3 separate regions of the Mus musculus genome follow, and all the other regions are linked to region 1. A link is a contact called in public Hi-C data. All regions are on one chromosome and are shown on one strand. Each heading gives the region's core, a stretch centred on a gene start, on an enhancer-like site or on the middle of the called end of the contact. The rest is flanking DNA. Distances are from core to core; before and after follow the strand shown.

The links. A called contact is a pair of places that touch in the nucleus more often than the background predicts.
Region 2: a Hi-C map of CD8 T cells shows a contact between it and region 1, with 1.9 times the contacts expected there. The contact joins two enhancer-like sites. A contact is called at or near these places in 4 of 484 Hi-C or Micro-C datasets (the 63-12 cell line, CD8 T cells, Th1 cells and 1 more) and 1 of 115 datasets of contacts at active chromatin or transcription factors (embryonic stem cells).
Region 3: a contact with region 1 is called in a Hi-C map of Th1 cells, with 2.5 times the contacts expected there. The contact joins two enhancer-like sites. A contact is called at or near these places in 2 of 484 Hi-C or Micro-C datasets (CD4 T cells and Th1 cells), 2 of 115 datasets of contacts at active chromatin or transcription factors (both in embryonic stem cells) and 2 of 9 other capture datasets (adipose tissue and liver).

What each region holds. Positions count from the first base shown.
Region 1 is chr10:68,052,999-68,055,698 of GRCm38.p6, forward strand. It overlaps a transcript of Rtkn2 not described here. Among named protein-coding and RNA genes, the nearest start is that of Rtkn2, 75 kb to the left of the region's middle. Within about 2 kb of position 1,318, at least 15 of the 459 cell types and tissues checked have an H3K27ac peak or open chromatin away from gene starts, as enhancers often do. A contact at or near this core is called in CD8 T cells and Th1 cells, where this site is marked.
Region 2 is chr10:68,221,120-68,223,819 of GRCm38.p6, forward strand. All of the region lies in intron 3 of Arid5b (AT rich interactive domain 5B (MRF1-like)), which reads right to left. All of the region lies in intron 2 of Gm51770 (a long non-coding RNA gene), which reads left to right. Among named protein-coding and RNA genes, the nearest start is that of Arid5b, 56 kb to the right of the region's middle. Within about 2 kb of position 1,387, at least 19 of the 459 cell types and tissues checked have an H3K27ac peak or open chromatin away from gene starts, as enhancers often do. A contact at or near this core is called in CD8 T cells, where this site is marked.
Region 3 is chr10:68,238,461-68,241,160 of GRCm38.p6, forward strand. The region is part of intron 3 of Arid5b (AT rich interactive domain 5B (MRF1-like)); the gene reads right to left. Among named protein-coding and RNA genes, the nearest start is that of Arid5b, 39 kb to the right of the region's middle. Within about 2 kb of position 1,396, at least 126 of the 459 cell types and tissues checked have an H3K27ac peak or open chromatin away from gene starts, as enhancers often do. A contact at or near this core is called in Th1 cells, where this site is marked.

The sequences.
Region 1 (2,700 bases), core at 68-2,567:
TGCATGAGTGTGGCTGGAGATTGATGTCAGGGGTCCTCCTCAGTCACTCTCCACCTCACTCTTCAAAAAGCATGCTCTTTCGTGGAACCTGAAGCTCACCAATTCAGTAGCCTGGCTGACCAGCAGGCTCCGGGGCTTCTCCTGTCTGCAGTGGGAAGCACTAGGCTAGGATTACAGGTAGGGACAGTCACATGCAGCTTCTATGTGGCTTCCAGGAGTCAAACTCTGGTCCTCGTGCTTCAGTGACAGGGAGTTTACCGACTGAGCCATCTTTGGTTTATTTGAAGATTAATTTTTTTAAATAGACATTTCAGCCCCGTTTCTGGTAAATTTCAGTTCTAAGAGGTTTTCTTGCCCGTCTAGAATTTATTTTATTGAAACCAGCAACACTTTCCATTGACAGCCCTTGTCTCTCTTGACTGGCTGGCTTTCTAGGGCAATGTTTTCAAAATAGTAGTCATCTTAGTTAGGATTACTATCGCTGCGATGGAACACCATGACCAAAAGCAACTTGGGGGGTTGGGGGGGGCGGGGAAGAGAAGGTTTATTCTCTCACAGCTCCATTAAAAGCAGTGAAGGCAGGAACCTGGAGGCTGGAGCTGATGCAGAGGCCATGAAGGGTTTTGCTTTCTGGCTTGCTCCTCATGGCTTGCTCAGCCTGCTTTCTTATAGAAGACAGGACCACCAGCTCAGGATAGACCTCACCCACACTGGGCTGGGCTCTACCAAAGGAATCACTAATTGAGCAAATGAGTGCCTGGAGCCCAACCTAATGGAGGCATTTTCACATTGAGGCTCCCTCCTCTCTGCCAACTCTGGCCCTGATCAGTATCTTTGCCTTTGCCGTGGGGGAGGGGGGAGGGAAGGAGAGAGAGAGAGAGAGAGAGAGAGAGAGAGAGAGAGAGAGAGAGAGAGAGAGAGAGAGAATAACAAATATAACAAACCATTATGACATTCAACAGTGATATTTCAGATACTCAGCTAGCTAATCCACCCACTGATAGGGTGAACTTTGAATTGAATGCTTTGAAGACTAAAGTCAAGTAAATCTTGATACAAATCAAAGGTTACAGAAATCTCATTTGACAAGAGACACGGGCAGGAATGCTAAAATTAAGGCTGTTTGGGGGGAGAGATGCTCACTCCATGGCATACTTAATGAAGAGTGACAGATCAAACTGCCTCCAGGTAAGAAGCAGAAACGGGTCTTTATTACCGCACCTTTTACTATTCTGAAACTCATGGTGTTCTGCCCACAGGAGCACCCATTTACTCATTTTTGTGGTAACTCAGATTATTTGATCAGTTTATCTCAAGGCCTGCTCAGCCCCCCCCCCCAAACTTCCTGTGTGTGTTGGATAGGCACTGAGAACACTCAGTTTGGTTTTCAACGTGAATCAAGTGAATGAGAGTCACTCCGTATTTCATTTCACGGAAGCCTTCCTAGAAGTGGAGGTGAAAACAGCACTGAGTACTTACTTAGGTGAAGGAGAACTGCAGGGCCAAGCACTCCAGAGACAGAGGCAGGTGGGCCTCTGTGAGTTCGAATCCAGCCTGGTCTACACAGTGAATTCCAAGACAGGCAGAGTTATATAGTGAGACCCTGTCTATAAGTAAAATAAGAAAGGAGAGTTGCGTGAGCTGGTATACCTGCAACTCTAGCACTCAGGAGACCGAGACAGGAGGATTACTGTATGTTCAAGGCTAGCCTGCTCTACAGAGTGAGTTCCAGGACAGCCAGGGCTACATAGAGAAACCCTGTCTCGAAAAACCAAAAAATCAAAGAGGCTAGTGCATGGGTTCCTAACATAACACTGTACTTTGTTTTCTTTCAGTATCCTCTGTTGCCATCTCTGAATGTGACTCATTTGAGAATTCGACTCGTTTTTTTAAATGTTTGGAGTTTTTTTTTTCTCCTGCTAGCCCCCGCCCCCCATCCCTGTTACTACTTTCTATATAATATTATATCAGAGGATAGGGTTTTTTTGTGACCTGACTCCTTCTTACGTATTGAGATTTGGTTTGTGGCTTAGAGTGTGATCTCTCTTTTTATGTGTTCCAAGCTCACTTGAAAAAAAAAAAAAGAGTCCAGCCCGGCAGTGGTGGCACACGCCTTTAATCCCAGCATTTGGGAGGCAGAGGCAGGTGAATTTGTGAGTTCGAGGCCAGCCTGGTCTACAGAGTGAGTTCCAGGACAGCCAGGGCTACACAGAGAAACCCTGTCTTGAAAAACAAAAACAAACAAAAAGAAAAAAGAAAAGAAAAAGAGTCTATTCTGCTGTTCTCACAGGGGTGGAAAATGTTCTGTAATTATCAGTAAGATCCAGTTTGTAATCTCCTGTAAGCCTACTGAATTTTACCCAGGCACTTAGCCTGATACTGGGGTGGGGCTGGTGTTAAAATCCTAACTACATCTATGGCTTTGCTTATTTCTTCCTTATAACCCTATCCGTTTCCATGTCAAATATTTTGAAAGTCGTGAGTATTTAGGGATTTGGGGGCTGGGGGGAGTTTCTGGATAAATTGATCTTATTCTGGTTCTGAAATGACCTTCCTTCTTCCCAGTCCCTCGTCTTTGCCTTAGGTTTCATTTCGTCTGCATCTGTGCAGTTTTACCCACTTTCTTTTGGTTAGCGTTTCTATGATGTATCCTGTTTCTTCTTTTCCCGTTAACTCTATTTATTCTTTACATCTAAAGCA
Region 2 (2,700 bases), core at 137-2,636, 170 kb after region 1:
ATAATTATCAACCATTCCCTCTAAGATCATACATCATTGTTGGCGGCGAGACGTGGGTAACTCTGATTCAATGGATTTGGCATCTTGATCATGGACAGGAAGAGTTGTATTCCAGGACATTCTTCTAATGTCTCCTTTAAGGTTAGAATAGCTGTATGCATTTGTTTTAAGTCCATGATGGTATGCTTGGCTGGCACGTATTTTACTTTTACTAGATAACAAGAGGCATACAATCGAATTGAAGATTTGACTTCAGAACAGTACTAGAGTCCAAATGTCTGACAAATGCATCTACAGCTATTTCTCAAGCCACAGGTCATGCCCAGACTACCTATGTTCTACACTGAGTCCTAAACAAGCTTCCTAAACCATGCTCTATGTGCTTAAATAATTAGTGGGAACAGCAGGACCTTGAGGCTACTTTCAATGGGCCTTGTACTTTTATCAATTATGCAACAGGAGTGTGTGCAAAAGTGAGCCTCACTTGTATTTGTGTGTGTGTGTGTGTGTGTGTGTGTGCTGCTAAAGTATCCTTGTGTCTAAATCTGTGTTTATTTCCTTCTGCTTAGCTTAAGCCCTACACTTAGGCAAGTAAGTTGTTCTCATGCAACCAATTTGGGGAATTTGAGGTCAGCAAGTAACCCTTTGGCTAGCAAAATTGTGTAGAAACAAGTGAGAGCTAGGACTAGTGTTCTCAGGGTCATGCAGTAGCTATAATTACCCTCTGCACAAGCAAAAGGAAATATCTGAGATGAACAGTCTTGAAGGAGGAAGGACTTAGGATGGCTCATGGTTTCTGTGGCTTCAGTCCATGATGCCCTGGCCCTATGTTTATGGGCAGAGTGTCACTATAATGGGACCGTGTGGCTGGAAAAAGGGTCTTCATTGTGTGATATTTGGGATGCATTGAACAAGGAAGAAAGCAGGAGTGAGATATAGCCTTCAACAATCTGCCCTAGTAACATGAGATTTCCTCCCACTAGATTCTAGCTACTAAAAATTTTACAGAATGTTCCAAAATAACGTACCAGTGGGCAGCCCAATGTTCTACATTTGAGGCTGTGTGGAAACACTTCACATTCAAACCACAACAGGTAACCACAACGATTAGCCTTTGCCCACTCCAAGACGTAAACAGTCTAGAGCTTGAGATTTTTCTATTTCCTAGTTGCAGTCAGGAGCTGGGTATGAACTGAGCCATAAAAGTGCAGATATTAAGAAGGTCAGATTCCCTTTTCACTGTTTCTACAGCATTTAGCCTTCTGGTCCTTAAGGTATAGCACAACTAACTCACAAAGAGTTAAATTCATGCTTACATGTTGTTTGTTTTTAACCTTCCCACTCTCACCTGAGGTTAGGCCTCTGAGCTTATAGATCTATTCGGTATGGGAGGGAATCTCTGAATACAGAATGAATGGCTTGCTGCTGAAGGACTTGCCTGTGACCTTCATTGCTATCAACAACCTAGGCTTGGCTTTTGCGCATGAGCAGAGAGAGAGAGAGAGAGAGAGAGAGAGAGAGAGAGAGAGAGAGAGAGAGAGAGAGAGAGAGAGAAAGAGAGAGAGAGATCAATGGTACCCAGAGTCATGATTTGCATATGAAATGATGTTCCAGGGGCGTCTGTGTTTGAACAGGTGCTTCCCAGTGGTTGGCACTGTTTGGAAGATTATAGAACCTTTAAGAGGGAGAGCCTTCCTAGAGGAAGGTCATCATTGGGGGTGGGCTTTGAAATTTTATAGCCTTACCTCACTTCCTGTTCTGGCTCTCTGCTTCCTGTGTGGGGATGAAATGTGATCTTGTTGTTTCCTGCCTACCACTTTGGCCACACCCTCTTGCTGCCACACCTTCTCCCACCTTCATGAACTCTTTATCCCATTGGAATGAAGGCCAAATATAGGCTCTCCTCCTGAAAGATGCTTTTTTTTTTTTTTGTCAAATATTCTATCACACCGACAGAAATGTAATCCATCCTTGTCAGTATTATGTAGTGCAGGGATAGCCATCTCTATTTATCTTTACCATTAATTATGGAAAATTATCTGGATTTTTTTTCTATTGACAGCAGTAATGTAGAGTTTCCCATTTAATATAATCATTTAAGTAAAACCAATGACCAATTTATGACCAATTTACATAAAGGAAATTAGTAATAAAATTGCCAGTCACTAATATCATAAAGGATTGTGAGGGTGGTTTAGAAATGATGGGATTCTAGGATTTCCCAACCTAAGACCCCAGCTTTTGACAGCACTTGTTACTCTTTACGAAACCCTATATTGAACCCGACAATCCTCCTAAGCGCATGAAACTTAGCGTGCTGTTAGATTCTATGATACCTCACAAAGGCAGAATTGTTTTATGGGTGACAAAACTCAAGCTCTGCAACTCGCTGAAGGTCATGGAGGCAGAAAACGAGGACTCTGGGTTCAAGTCTGAGCCTGCCAGACGTCTGAGCTGTGACCATTACGTTATTTAGCCTCCACGTGCAAGATTTAAATACAGGCAACCATGCCTTTCCATGACACACATTGGGAGCCACCGCTTGAGAGCAGACAGTGTGCTCACTTAAAAGGTACAGGAGGTGGAGCAGGGATAGGGACATGTTCAGGTAAGTTTGTCACAAGGCCTGGTGACCTGATTAAATTCCTGGTACCTATGCAAACATAGGAGAAAATGTCCTCTGACCTCTATACATGTGCC
Region 3 (2,700 bases), core at 146-2,645, 190 kb after region 1:
TCTTCACTTTAAAAACAGCATAAAAGCAAACAAACAAACAAAAAACACCCTCCAGTGTGAAATGGGCTGAAGAAGTAACCCCCACCCCAGGAGAGACCCAGTTGGTGCTGGTCTCAGGCTGAACTTGCTTGGGGGGGGGGCAATAAATGTGCTGCATCACGTGGAAGAAATGTTTATTGTTTTAATGATTAGCCTTTTCACTAGCTGCATCTGTAGTTGTTGTCAGCAGCCACTTAAGAGTCTTAAATGAAGACTCTGGAAGGTTTTTAAAAACAAATAGGCTGCTCTCAAGGGAAAGGTGATTTAAAGGAAACAAAAACAAAACAAAACAGAAAAACAAAAAACAACAACAACACCAGCAAACCAGGCAAGGATGGTGAGGAGAGTTGGAGTGGCCACTGGGAGGTACCACTGGGCAGAGTTTCCCTTTGTGCAGTTTAATTTGTTGCCAGACACACATTTGTGCTGTTTTAATTCTGTTCTTTCACTATTCACAGAGAGACGGGAAATGACACAAACTGGCATAAGAGGAAACTTACTAACTCTGAGCAAGAGAAGCACTTTCATTTAGCTGGGTTTTATATTATAAAAAAAAAAAATCTGCCTTTGAGAGTCAATCTAATTCTTTCGTTATTATTGATGTTTTTTTTAAACAGGCTAGAGGAACTGGGCTTTAAAAAAAAATAGCACACTCAAAGTTTGACTTTCTCCACGGAGAGGTGAGTTTTTCCATTCTTTGCTAGCTTCCTGGCTAGCGGGAGGGTCCTTAAGCAATCTCAAAAGTTCATCTTTCTTTGATGAGAACAATGAGGAAGGATCTACAGAAGAAAAGGCTCTGCGAGCTGAGAGCTTCCACTCACAGTGTGGTATTGGAGGTGGTTTTGGTGTGGCAGAGAGAGAGAGAGAGAGAGAGAGAGAGAGAGGGAGAGAGAGAGATACAGAGAGATACAGAGAGAGGGAGAGAGAGAAACGGAGACAGAGATAGAGACAGACACACAGAGACAGAGGTATAGAGACACAGAGAAAGAGACAGAGAGACACACAGAGAGATAGAGGCACACAGAGAAAGCCAGAGACAGAAACAGAAAGGAACAGAGACACAGAGAGACTGAGATTGAGTGAGAAAGAGAAAACTTGAGGTTAAAAAAAAAAGGCCAAAACAATCCTTTGATGTGACAGCCAGAGAAGGAGAGTCGGACAATCTCTGGGATGGGACAGTGCATGGCCAAGAGCATCCGCAGTGTTCCTGGTCTAAAAGCCCCCAGTCTAAAGCCTGACAATGTACATTCACAAACTTTAGATCAGACAGATAATGGAAACTCATTACATTAAGGAAAGTTTTTGTTTCTCTTTGCACATTATTACAACACAGCGTGCATTCCAATTACGAAAGCTATTTGTCTCAAATTCCCCACAGTTCATACCAACCCAATAGAATTTCAAGGCCCTACGTTCTGTCCTTAAAGGGGTGCCTCACATTTACAAAAAGAAAAGCTATGGGGTTTCTCTTGTTCGCCTAGAGGGTCCCTCAATCAATCTCCTGTTGGGTATCTCCCTTCCCAAGCTAACCCCACAAAAGGGTCCCAAATGACAGACTGACTGACTGACTGACAGACACACACACACATCCCAAACCATCTGGGAAGCCTTCTATCAGTCTACACTTGTGGGCTTCATCTCAGTCCCACAGAGAAGATTCTAGGGCAGCTGCACTTAGCCATTAGCCTGGTACTCCTTAGTAAATCTAAATGCCATTTGATTTCAAAGCCACTAATCTACATTTTCAAGACCAAACCATCAGCAGCAAGTGCTTTGAATAGTTAGACAAACCTGTTTCTTCTGGAACCACATGAGGTGAGGGGAGGGAGGGAGAGTGGGGGTGGAAACCACAAAGATTATGGACTTTTTTTTTTAAAAGGGCTGTGTGTGTATGTGTGTGTGCTCATTAATAAACTATCCCCTTGAAACACAAAACAACTATACAGAGAAACCCTGTCTCGAAAAAAAAAAAAAAAAAAAAAAGAAACACAAAACAACCCTGCTATAAATACTCTTGTTTACATGTGTGACATCAAGCTTAACCATTTACATAGCCTTTTGTCCCCCCACGGGTTTCCTGTTTAATGTTTTATTAGTAACGCTATATTCCATAACTCAAGGAAGAAAAAAAAAAGAGTCAGACAAAGGTTTTAATGTTAAGGTAAAAGCAAAGCAATCAAATGGAGACACAACAGTGGTCACACTGGAAGAAGGTGACCCAGCAGATTCACTGCTAGTCAACATTTTCACACATCATAAAAGTAGTCAGGGTGGGTTGATAAAACTGGGCCTGTGTGAACAGGAAATACGTAAAGACTATTTTTAAAAATTCCTCAGCCGAGAAGAAAGAAAAAAAGCTACCTTAATAATTTTCTATAATGTCGCTCATGACAAGAGGGCTGTGGGTCTAAAATGCCACTGTCGGACATCTATCAAAGAACTACCAGGCAACAGTTGCTAGAAATGGCAGGATGGTCTCGACGCTATTGCTCAAACAGCACGCCTCACCACAAACCAGAATCACATGAAAGAGAGTCAGTTCCCTGGTGTTATTCAGTCTATGTCTGTTAAAAAAAATCGTCAGGGTTTCTTGTAAAAGCTAAGTTCTAGGTTTAAAAACAAAACAAAACAGAAAAACCAGGAAGTTGTCACATTAAGGCA